2 separate regions of the Rattus norvegicus genome follow, and region 2 is linked to region 1. A link is a contact called in public Hi-C data. All regions are on one chromosome and are shown on one strand. The core of a region is the stretch at or near the end of the contact, and the rest is flanking DNA. Distances in the headings are between cores, read along the strand shown.

Region 1 (6,365 bases), core at 988-3,487:
CTGCTTTTCTTCAGCCTCTCTGCGCTTTCTGCTGATGGAGAGCAGTTCTTTCATACTGGATTTCTCTGAACAGCAGACCCCTCTGACTCTCTGGCTCACCTGACAGTTATGCCGAATGATCAGTACCGCCAGCCTAAGGTCCCTAGAGATCAGGAAGTGTGTGAAATTATGTGGCAGACCTCCCATTTGTCCAGATTTGTAGGTCTGTAACTTGAAACAGAATTTCCAGCCAGGAGCAAGCTGGGGGTGGAGCTTGTAGAATACCTGGTTCAATCCCAGGCATCATAAAACTGGGTAAGATGGTGCACATCTTTATTCCCAGCACTTGAGAGATGGAGACAGGACAATCAGGAATTCAAGATCATCATAGTGAGCTACAGTAAGTTTCTGGCTGGTCTTGAGCACTAGACCATTTGTGTGTGTGTGTGTGTGTGTGTGTGTGTGTGTGTGTGTGTGTAATTTTCTAGATTAACTTGTGTTTTTTATTATTTTATTTATTTACATTACAAATGTTGCCCCCTTCCCCCCCCCCCCGAGTTCTTCACCTTCTCCCCTCTGGCTCTGAGAAGGTGCACCCCTCTCTCCTAGTACCCTCATTCCCTGGGGAATCAAGTCTCCCCAGGATTAGGCTCTTCAGGTTGGTGGCTCTGAAGGCTGCAGGTTGGTTGTTCTTCCTATGGGGTTGTCATCTCCTTCAGCTCCTTTCAGGTGTCCCCTAACTCTTCCATAGGGGTCCTCAACCTCAGTCCAGTGGTTGGCTGTAAGGATCTGCATTTGTTTCAGTCAGCTGCTGGTAGGGCCTCTCAGAAAATGGATGCTTCTCTTCCTCTGTGTCCCCTCCACCCCACCTCCTCTGTTTTTTGAGACAGGGTCTATGTAGTCCTGAAACTTGTTGGCCTCAAACTCAGAGACCAGCCTACTTCTGTCTTCTGAGTGCTGGAATTAAAGTACTTGGCTACCTAGAACTCTTAAAGAAACAGTACATTGGGGGATTGGGGAGCATGCCAGGGGAGAGAACATATGGTGGTCAGAAGTGCTGGCTGTACTCAGGAGAGAGGAGGAACCCAAAAGGAAGGCACATGAACACACATCCCTGACCTGTGTGTGGATGTTTGCTTTGTTTTAACAATGATAAACTCTCCCTGCGGGGATCCCAGATCCCCACAGGAAGGGACTCTGTGGAGCAGCAACGGAGCCATGATTCTTAGCTGCAGCTCTGTTTCAAGACAACAAGCAGTAGCAATGGAAGCAGACAAGAACCAGACAGCAGTGAGTCAGTGCCCTGGAGTCTCAAGATCTGGGCCACAAGCTTGAGACAAGTCCCTGTCGCTCTTTGGGGCTGTTTCCTATCTATACACTGAGGATCCCGAACAGGTCATCTTTCTTTAGTTTGTGCATGGGGGTGGAGGGGGTGTGTGTCACTCTCATGTAGCCCAAGCTAGCCTTAAAGTCCTTATGTGGTCAAGGATGACTCGAGCTCCTGATGCTTCTGCTCCTCCCTCCCATGTTGGGGTTAAGTGAGCTCATTTTCATGCCTGGATGAATGGTAGTGAACTCCAGACTTTGTGCTGGGTAAATGCTCAACTATCCCGAGGAGCCAGGACAGCTCATCCTGTTTCTTCCCCCCAGCACCGTGCGAGCCTAGGAGCATGAGCTAGACTTACTCTGGCCTAGGACATTTGTGCTCCCTGTTGTTGACGAACAGAGCATCCCGAGTTCCTCTAGTCTGACCCGTCGGGGCCTTGACTGTAACTGACCCAGGATCTGCTACCTCAGCACATGCAGGCTTGCCGAGTGCAGGCCTCAGAAGCCCACCTGGTACTTGGGGTGTTTTGGAGCTTTCAGGGAAGTGCAGCCTGGGCAGGGGCCCCACCCTCTGAGTCAGAACAGCTGGGTGGAAACCTGTCAGCACCAACACCCACTTCGTTTCTGTCCACGACAGCTTCCTGTGGCTCTGGAGAACAATTCACTTTTCCCATGGGTTGTCCTGCTTATGTCAGAATGGCTTTTGTTACTTATTGTCAGGCATTTTCTTTAGTTTCCAGCACAGGTGAAGGCTGAGCAAAGCCCACCTTTCTCCAGGAAAAGGAGGGGATGGGAGAAAGGTCTGACTTTCCTGGAAGCCTTGCTGCCTTGCTACCAGGAGAAGCCTGACAAATGACCTGGACAGTCATGCTGTTCACAGAAGGGATTGGGGAACAGAAGGTGGAGGCAGAGTCATACTGCATGGGTCCTTTCAGGATAATACTGACACGGTAGTCTGAGGTGACTAACTCTATGCCTGTGGGTAGTAAGCAGTGTGCACTCAAGTCCCAGATATGTATATACTATTCTGTGTTCCCCAGCATGACGCCGTGGCCTTCCATGACACCGTGGCCTTCCAGGGTAGCTTACGTATGACCAGTCAGAGTTTTTCAGTTTGAGACAGTGTTGCTCTAGTCTATGCTGACACTCCGACAGTGCTGGGAGGGATTACAGGTATGTACTGTACTGTGCGCTGACCAATGCCTTCAAAAACTTTGTGCTGTGTGCATGTTCACGTGTGTAAGTGCAGAAACATGCATATGGAGGTCAGAGGACAGCCTTATGTGGAGATTCTGGCCATCCATTGAGGCAGGGTCTCTCGTTTATCTCTGCAAAGGGGCCCGTGAGTTTCAGGTGATTCTTCTGCCTCTGCATCCCCCATTGCAGGAGTGCTGGGATTATAGGTGTGCTACTGTGTCTGGTTTTACACAGGCTCTGGGGATCTGAACTCAGGTCTTCATACTCGTGCAGCAAGTGCTTTACCCACGGAGGTATCTCCCCAGCCACCAGTGAGGGTTTTGGTCTTTGGAAACATTTCCACTCCCAATCTCCTACACCCACACTGACAGGAATCCCAACTGTGTCAGTGCAGCAACTCACTCCATCTGGTCACTTCTAATGGTGGCTCGGACTTAACAATTTAGCCAGGGCCATTCATGCTCAAGAAACAGCACATAAAACATGAACATCTGTGGAGTTTTATTGGAGTGGGTCATATCTAGAGTTCTTGTTCAGTGTATAGACAACTCACAGTTCAGTGCAGTGCTTCTTATACAGGCCACATACAACAGGAAGTCACTGAATATAGTGCACGTGATACAAAAATAAATTACAGTTCCAAAGCTACTGCAGAGCTTAACAACTAGAAAAAGTAAACACAAAATAGCTGGTGAGTCCTCATAACCATCTATTGTATCCAGATGTGAAAACAGAAAGAATACAGAGTTCCATGAAAACACACACACACAGATACACACACACAGACAGACACAGATACAGATACACACATACAGACACAGATACAGATACACACAGACACAGATACACTCACATACACACACACAGATACACACACACATACACACAGATACACACACACAGACACAGATACACACACACAGACACAGATACACACACACACACACAGACACAGATACACACACACACACAGATACACACACAGACACAGATACACACACTGATGCACACACACAGATACATACACACGGACAGACACAGACACAGATACACACACACAGATACACACACACAGATACACACACACACACACACACACACACACACACACACACATACACACACACGTAAGAAGGAATCCTGAGCATTAGTGGACATCACTCCCAACAGTGCAATAAGGAGGCAGAGAAGCGGCCCCAACAAGTTCGCACAGCGGAGCACAGCTCAGGACAAGTTCCCACAGTGCAAACCAAGTCCTGAAGCTGGCAACACAGGAAGGTTTCTTGTCCATTCTGACCATCCAAACCCAAGTTTATTTATTTCCTGAAAAGAAGCATCAGTGATCTATGACCCACATTCTTTATTGTATACATGTATGAAGGTTTCCAGTCAACTGGATGGCCAAAAGACGGATTAAATAACAGGACCAAGACTGTAACGGCTGAGAGAGACCCACAATCTCATCTGGCAGCCCTGTGGACAACTCCACAGTGTCCAGAGGTGCTGCCTGCCCGAGTGGCTGCTAGAGCTGCAGAACATGAACTGCAGGCAGCGCTCTCCTGTGCTCAGAGCTGGAGGCAGGTAAACCAGCTCCAGGGAGTCAGCTGTGCTGAGCGCTGCCCTCTGTGCTCTACAGCACCAGCAGAACTGGTTACCGAAGTAGCTGTGACCTCAGGCTCTCTACAGAACAAGCGCAGTGGGTCTGGGGACATAGCTCGGTGGCAGAGTACCTCACCATGTAGCCTCAGTTTGCCTGCAGCTCAGAAATGCTGAGTGATGGGGTTAAAGGGACCAGCCACCATCTCCACTCCAAGGTCCTGGTTCTGATCCCTAGCAACTCAGAAACAAAGCCAATCAAACAAAAAACTTGTCAGAACAAGTACATGCTAGGCTTGGTGGTTCATGACTGAAAATCCAGCACCTGGAAAGCTGAGCCAGGAGGATTGCTAGGAGTTCAAGACCATTATGGGTTACATAGTGAGACCCTGTCTCAAAACAACAAAACAAAGTGAAACAACACAAAACAACAAATGAGTATGAAACCTGTCAAATGAAAAGACAAGAACCTTACTTAGAAAATAAGTTCCCGGGTGCACTGGCACAGGCCTTTAATGAAGCACCCAGGAGGCAGAGGCAGAGGCAGAGGCAGAGGCAGAGGCAGAGGCAGAGGCAGAGGCAGAGGCAGAGGCAGAGGCAGAGGCAGAGGCAGAGGCAGAGGCAGAGGCAGAGGCAGAGGCAGAGGCAGAGGCAGAGGCAGAGGCAGAGGCAGAGGCAGAGGCAGAGGCAGAGGCAGAGGCAGGAGGATCTCTAAAACAGACCAGCCTGGTCTATAGAGTGAGTTCCAGTTTTCCATCAGTTGAGTGGTTAGTAAACAATCTAGCAAGGGACAGCAGTTTTCTGGGGCTCAGTTAAGAGAAGCGAGGTCCAAGCTTTAGCCAGAACTGAGAAAAACAAGCAGGAGATCCTAGTAATAGCCCAGAGATCTCGTCCCAGGCATGCCCAGGAGAGTGGAACCTGTGCAAAGCAAGGGCCTAGGGACAGTGAGCAGGACTGTAAGGCATGTATGTCTCTCAAAGCAAGGTAAAATGCCAAGGAGCCTGTGTGCTTGTTGCTGTTCACCATCCTGAGGAACAGGAATGTAACCAGGAGCCCTGCCTGTGTGGAAAGAGTTGCTACCCAGAAGCTGTCAGAATCCAGATCCTTCCCTCACATGTACAGACTCCTTTCTGTGTGCTAACTGAACCTTCATATCTTACTGGAAACTGCAATGCCAAGTCCCTAATACAATATGAACCTTGTCCACACCCCTCCTTCCCTCCCTCCCTAGACATGCAGGACAGCCTTTTGGCCCTATCTCCATTGTGACATAAACCCACATGGCCGGCGGCTGCCCATCTTCCTGATTCAGCTCATACAGCCAGTTGCCTTTTTACCTAGCTGACACCTCCAGCCTCACTTAGCATCCTCACTGCCTCATGCACTTGCCCCACTCCTACTGTCCACTGGTGCCCTCAGGCCTGTCTCATTAGCACTACCATTTTCAAAGGAGCAGAGTCCTGCACACTGTAACAGCACAGGAAACATTTAATCTGTCAGGGCAGATTGGTCACTCAAGTAGTAACGGGTAAGCTTACGACTCGACAGTAGCACATAGGACTTCTTTTTACTGGAGATTTAAGTGAATCCTAACCAAGTCCGTAACAAACATTCTCACTAGCAAGAACTCATGTACCTGCAGACAAAAATGTCATGGGTACTTTCAGCGACTCAATCTTGAAGGGACAGTGCTTGTTCCTAAACAGAACAGGACACTTAGGACCTCTAAGTCACTGTGTCTTAGCTTTGTGTTAGTAGAACAGCTAGCCCTGTGGGCTACCCAGGACTTCCAGACAATAGGAATCTGATAGCCAAACCAGTGTGTCCTGGGTCACATTACCAGTACTAGGCGCCATACTCTAAGAAATGTCTTATCACTGAGGACTGGCAAGCTACACTATATTGGCTAAGGGGAGACAGCCAGCAAACCGTTTAGCAAAAGTGGTTTCTAAACTGTCCAGCTCTCCTGGACATTGTGAAACTGAACCCTCTGAGCTTACCAATCAAGACACCAGTGTTTGCCTAAGCATATACTATGTCACAAGGAAGCCAGGGTAGTTCAAATTATAGCTCCTTAAAGACCGCAGAGCTGGGTGTTGTCTTAACTGAGAAGTAAGGATGAGTACTCAAGTACACACAGCACATGCTGGGCAGAGCTGAGCAAACCACCCCCCCCACCCGGGGTTGTTACAGCTTAGCATCAGTGTGTGGTAACAAGGCAACACTATCGGCATCACCAACGTCTGCACATCACCCTCATCTCCATG
Region 2 (6,365 bases), core at 2,878-5,377, 56 kb after region 1:
TCTCCCGGAAGAGGCCTTCTCTCTTCTAGCCTCTCCACACTCTCAGCACTCACTCTTACTCACTCGGAACCAAATTGGGCTCAGACCCTGTCTGGGCTGTGTCTTCCCCTTCCAGCCTGGTGCGTGGACACCCTGAGGGAAAGCTCTGACTAGGAACCCCTTTTCCAAATCCCAGGACTAAGCCAGTGGCACCTAGATATGCAGGAGACTGGGGACCACAGCAATCATCCGAGACTTTGCTGTTTCCCACCTGGAAAAACAGGGACTGAGGACACCCGTTACAGACTGTGTTTTGCCTCCCAGCAATCCGGGCACCACAGGCACCGAGGCAGACACTCAGTAGCAGTTAAATGTTTGAATTTGAATTTACATAGTAGACTTAAATAATAAACGAACATTCACAACTTATGGATGTGCCTGATTTATAGGAACAGAAAATGTTTTATGAATCATCGGTTCTACTTACATATCTTAGTAAAACAGGAGAAGTGATGGGGGTAAGAAAATGTACAAAACTTGTAAAAGGTCACACATTACAGAAATCCAACTAATACCATGACAGTCACTGTAATTAGCTATGTGCTCTAGTACTTTAGAAACTTACTACTGTCTCACCTGTTGGGAGTCATTGTTCTGGGCCGAAGCATTATGAACACTGTAAAGAAGAAAATAACATAATCAAAAACTTATATTAAAGTGCTACTTTATAGCATTTTAAATTTTTTTCGTGAAACCAGTTATCAGTAACATCCTGTGTTTATGAGCTCACCTATCTTAGATCTAACGAATCAATTCATGCTTTGCAACTGAATCACTGAGAAAATAAGATCCAAGAGCATAACTGTATAATCTTTTGGTAACAATGACATATGTATACATGCACATAAGGTTTACCTGTTATTTTTCATTAACTTTTATCTTTAATGATGTATAATTACAATTTTTCTTTTATTACTAATGACATAAAGCATTCTAGGTTAAAGAAACCCTACATATAAAATTCTCTCTCTCTCACTCTTCCTCCCTCCCTCCCTCCCTCCCTCCCTCCCTCTCTCTCTGTCTCTCTCTTTCTCTCTCTCTCTCTCTGAGGCAGGGTCTCATTACACAGTCCTGGCTGACCTGACCTGGCACTGGCTATGCAGACTAGCCTGGCCTTAACCTCAGACCCACCAGCCATTGCCCCTGGATGCTGAGCTTCAGGGCATGTGGCACCACGGCCAGCGGTTTTGCTGTCTAAGATTGCATATGTACTGTTCAAAGCAGCCCCAACGGTGCTAATGCCTTGTTCCAGTGAAGCTGTTTTGGTGGTTTCTCAAGCTGCACCTGTCACACTCACTATCAGACACTTACTTCTATGGGTATTTGCACTTTTCATAGACATAGCTACAACTGCTTTACACTACTAGGGATCTTCCAACACATGCTACCATCAGGTGCCAGGAGCCAAACAGGACACCAAGCGCTCCCATCCCAGGATCGTTTATATCTGGAACCTTCAAGTTCCTCTCTTCCAGATCTCTGAAGAGATTTTAAAAATCGATATAACCTCACTCAGTAGTTCTCAACCTTCCTAATGCTGTGACCTTTTAACTCAGTTCCTCATGTGGTGCTGACCCCTAACCATAAATTATTTGTTGATACATCATAGCTGTTGTTTTACTACTGTTACGAATTGTAATGTAAATATCTGGTATGTAACCCAGAGGGGTCACCATGTACAGATTGAGAACCACTGACCTAATTGGTTATTCTTCCTTCCCCATAACTCATTTTTATTATAGGTTAATTTTTTTAAATTAGTAATTTTATTTTCATTAATAAATTATATTCAAAGCACTCATTTTATATAACTTGTGCATAATTAGTCTAATTAGTATGAGTAATATGGTAATGGGACTTAGGCTTCATCATAAACATTATACCTTTGTAAAATATTTTTCACTCAAAACAATATGAATTCTAAAAGTTTTTGTTGTTTATTTTTGAACATTTACTTTGTGTGTGTGTGTGTGTGTGTGTGTGTGTGTGTGTGTGTGTGTGTGTGTGTGTGTGTGTAGGTCAGGACAGCTGGCGAGAGGGTCCTTCTACCTCATGGGTCCTTAGGCCTGAAGTGAGAACACCAGGCTTGGGGAGGTGCTTTTATCCGTGGACTCGTCTTATCATACCTCACCCTTAAAAAGGATTCATTCTATTTTTATGTATTTGCGTGTTGTGTGTGTATGCATATGTGCACACATGTATGAGGGTGCCTGAAAAGGCCAGAAGGCAGCGTGAATCCCTTGGAACTGGAGTTGTAGGCAGTTGTGAATGACCCAATGTGGGAGTGGGGAATGAAGCTTGGGGCCTCCACAAGACCAGCCAGCATGCTAAAGCACTGAATCTCAATTATTACATTATGACTGACTATTAAGGGTGCTGCACCACGTCTAGGAGACCCACCATTAAGTCCTAGCTCCCTCTGCCCTTTTTTCTAAAGAGCTGTGGTTGCTGTTCCCAGACTCTATTATACCAGTGAAAGTGACTTCCTAGTCTATGTGTAAAATCTCACCAAGCCTGCTTGGAGCAGAAGTTAGCCTCAGTGAGTCTATGGTCCACTTGTTGCTTTGGAACATTTCTTTTAGCTAGGAATAACTTCATTAATAACCAAAATAAATAAATAAATAAATAAATAAATAAATACAGATTTCAAATGAGAAAAACAAATAAAGTCATATTAAACTAAATCACAACTTCCTGTTTTGAATAATATGAACTTAATAACTAAAAGACAGGGCTTGAGATGTAGCTCACTGGTAGAAACTAAGCAGCAGTGATGAAGAGACAACTGATGTTAATCTAAAATACTTACTAGTAACTTGATTTCTGATCAAAAATGTATATTTAGAGCAACTTAGAGAAGAGCCTCTGTATAAAATACCACATGTAATATCTGACCCTTTTTTGCTCATGTACAGCACTTACTTAATCTCCTTCCCCTTCCCTGTCTCAGAGATGCTCTAACCCAGGTACATATGCAGGCATATGCCTACAGTCTCACCACTCAGGAGAAAACTGTATTTGTAACCCAAAGCATCAACTATCCTTTAAAACACTGCCTTTTCTTAATGTACTTTTAGTTCAAGTTCACAAGAAGGAAAAATATAACAAGAAAAAAGAGACTTATAAACCTGCTACTCAAACCGGTATACTCTATGAGAGAGCAGAGTACAAAGTCAAGAAACTTCTAGGTCAAATAGTTGTACCCTATAAAAAAGGCTCTGTTCTCCATGGTCCACTGGAGCAAAACCATTCATGCAAACAGAGGCAAGGGCAAGAACAGAGGGCATGGATGCCAATATGAACTCGGGTTTTCCAGAGTACTGTATGAGGTTACTTCAGGAGGGATGGCGCTCTCTCATCCTTTAACTTCTGAAAGCCCATATCCAGGTTTATTTATGTGTCTGTGGATGTGTCTGTGTGTGAGTACATGCATGTAACTGTGTCCTTGGAAGCCAACTCAGATCACCTGGGGCTGTGAGCCACTGAACTTTGTTTTGTGTAATTTTTGAGATTAAAACACAATTATATCATGTCTCCCTTCCCTTTCCTCCCTCCAAAGGGCTACCATTTCTTTTTTCTTTTTTTCTGAGCTGGGGACCGAACCCAGGGCCTTGCGCTTGCTAGGCAAGCACTCTACCACTGAGCTAATCCCCAACCCCAGGACTACCATTTCTTAAGTGGCCTGTTTCTGTGGTCTTCTAGAGTCAAAAGCACCACCAATGAAGAGACAATGGCATTTATCCACTAATGTGAAACTAATCAAGAAAGGGACCATGCTTATTTTCATTATGCTCTGATTAAAAATTTGTACTTCAGTACATCTTACAGGAGGGGCTTTTTACTTTGCAAATAAAACTTAACAATTCAGTATCACATCACTGCTTAAATGCTTTCTTCCTATTCCTACTTCTTTCCTGGCCCATCTGTAAGGTCAAAGCAAGACATGACCTACTAATAAGCAACGACATTAAAAACCACAAAGATTACATTACTTCCCAATTTCCTTACAAGCACAGCTTTGAAATAGCTTAGCTGGGAGGAGAAGGGGGGAAGGGAGGTAGAGTGCCCAGAAAGGCTTAAGAGTCCTTGTTCACAGCAGCAGAGTCTTTCTGTAATGGATCACTGATCACAACCCAGCTTGAACAGCTTCAAGTGAATAAAACTGAGGAAGACAATTCAGAAGCTGGAAGTATAATAAACTTAAACACAATAAACAAGCAAATGTAATAAAAATTTCTTTTAAAGGTAAAGTTGACTACTCAGTACCTTAAAATAACAAACCTCTTTTGGAGAAGTCCTAAGTCAGATAGACAGACAGACAGGCTCATCCAGTTACAACCCACACAAAGGTATGTTTATAGGTATTGGCCTGAATCTGATTTGTATCATCATCATCATCATCACCACCACCACCACCACCACCACCACCACCACCACCACCACCACCATTACCACTTTCTTGTTGTTGTTGTTGTTGTTATTATTATTACTATTGTTTTCTTCTTATTATTATTGTTACTACTACTGCTGCTGCTGCTGTCCTTTTTGAGACCAGGTCTTGCTATATGAACAGGCTGGCCCCAGACTCATGGAGATCCAGATCCACCTGCCTCTGGATCCTAAGTGCAGGGATTAAAGGCTTGTGTGCCAGCACACCCAGCTTTGAATCTGATTGTTTAATAAGCATGTGGGAGACACCAATAATACATAATTGTTTCTGAAAATCAAGTGGGACAAACCCCCAAAATGCAAACAAAGCACACTAAGATTTACAAAATGCAATTAAATAGTGCTCAAGGGGAACTTTACAGCTGGAATTGTTACTTAAAAAATTAAAGACTTGGGCTGGGGATTTAGCTCAGTGGTAGAGCGCTTACCTAGGAAGCGCAAAGCCCTGGGTTCGGTCCCCAGCTCAAAAATAAATAAATAAATAAAATAAAATAAAAGACTTTATACTGGGCATATAAGCCTGTAAGCCCACCAGTAGAAAGGCTGAATCAGCAGGACAGAGTAATTTAGTGTAGGGTACACAGCAAGTCCTAAACCCACTTTAAGAAGACATCGAAAGGACAAGTCAGCTGGTGCAGTGCATCCTTCCAATGCTGAGCCCTGAGCGAAGGCAGAAAGACCACACATTTAAGATCACACTTAAGACCTGGCTTCAAAACAACTAAACTCTAGGCCAGCCAAGGCTGCTAAGTGAGAATCTGTCTCACAAACCAACAGAAAGTAACAACACAGCCGCGGTCTGAGGTGGCTGCTGTAGAGCACTCTCCCAGCTGGCCGCATTAGGCCCTGGGTAACAGACGAGAACCCAGGAAGAGGAGGAAGCAGCTAGAGCAAACTAATCTTAAGTAACAAGTAGAAATATTAGAGCAAAAATCAATTGAAGGCTAACAAACTGACAATCTTCAACTGAACTAAGAAAAAAAGGGAAGAAATCAGTTTAAATTAGAAAGGAATCAGGCAAAGCAAAAGATCTTAGAGAAACAACATGATAAAATATGAACTACATTCCAAGGTATTAAGACAGAAAAAAGGGACTAATTTTCCACATTCCCAACCTGACTGATGGGGTAAAAAAAAAAAAAGAAAAAAAAAAAAAGAAAAAAAAAATCTCAATGTCTACAGAAGGTGACCAGATTAAGAATTTTAAAAGCTAACAAAAGATTAATAAATACCATTACAGTGCTAAGAAAGAATTCAGATCAAGTCCTTACAAATTCTTTGCAAAAATTAGGACTCATTTGCCTTCGTATGAATTGCCCTCATACCAAAACTGGCAAAAAAAAAAAATAGTCTAAGAAAAGCATAGAACAAGACCTCTAATGAACACAGACACACAGACACTAATACCAGCAGCTAAATCTAGTAATACAGGGGTAGAAACTATATACAACGACTGGATTCTGCCTAGAGTAAATCGCTTTTACCTAGAAACCCACCTTTCTTCTTTGACATTCTCATTATGAATAACATAGCTACCCTATTCTACTTCTGTAAATAGCTTAATTCTCCTGAACGTTAATTCTATCTGGTGTTTATTTGTTCCCTATAATCCTAATGCCTGTGAAAATTTGACATTTCTTGAGGTTTTCAAGAAATATTCGCTTAACTGCAACCATATCTATCTATCTATATATATCTTCTTAGTTCCGACACTGCAAGGCATTACTTACCCAAGATCGTCAGGCTTTGCTGTGCTTGCTGGCAAAGAGAAAAGGTAACATCTTATTAGTCCAGTCTGAATGACAAATTGCTGTGCTATTTAAAGTAAGACCTTGACTAAGTGCTCTGTAAAAACTTACTTCTCGACCACAGGCTGT

Evidence for each region. Hi-C and Micro-C count contacts between places; a contact is called where the count stands out from the background.
Region 2: a contact with region 1 is called in a Hi-C map of kidney, with 3 times the contacts expected there. The contact joins two enhancer-like sites. A contact is called at or near these places in 3 of 12 Hi-C or Micro-C datasets (hepatocytes, kidney and liver).

What each region holds. Positions count from the first base shown.
Region 1 is chr13:33,218,719-33,225,083 of GRCr8, forward strand. Epb41l5 (erythrocyte membrane protein band 4.1 like 5) reads right to left here. Exons shown (of 25, transcript NM_001401160.1): 25 at 4,871-6,365. Among named protein-coding and RNA genes, the nearest start is that of Tmem185b, 22 kb to the left of the region's middle. Within about 2 kb of position 2,238, at least 7 of the 93 cell types and tissues checked have an H3K27ac peak or open chromatin away from gene starts, as enhancers often do. A contact at or near this core is called in kidney, where this site is marked.
Region 2 is chr13:33,272,719-33,279,083 of GRCr8, forward strand. It overlaps Epb41l5 (erythrocyte membrane protein band 4.1 like 5), which reads right to left. Exons shown (of 25, transcript NM_001401160.1): 14 at 6,219-6,246; 15 at 616-655. Among named protein-coding and RNA genes, the nearest start is that of Epb41l5, 45 kb to the right of the region's middle. Within about 2 kb of position 4,128, at least 3 of the 93 cell types and tissues checked have an H3K27ac peak or open chromatin away from gene starts, as enhancers often do. A contact at or near this core is called in kidney, where this site is marked.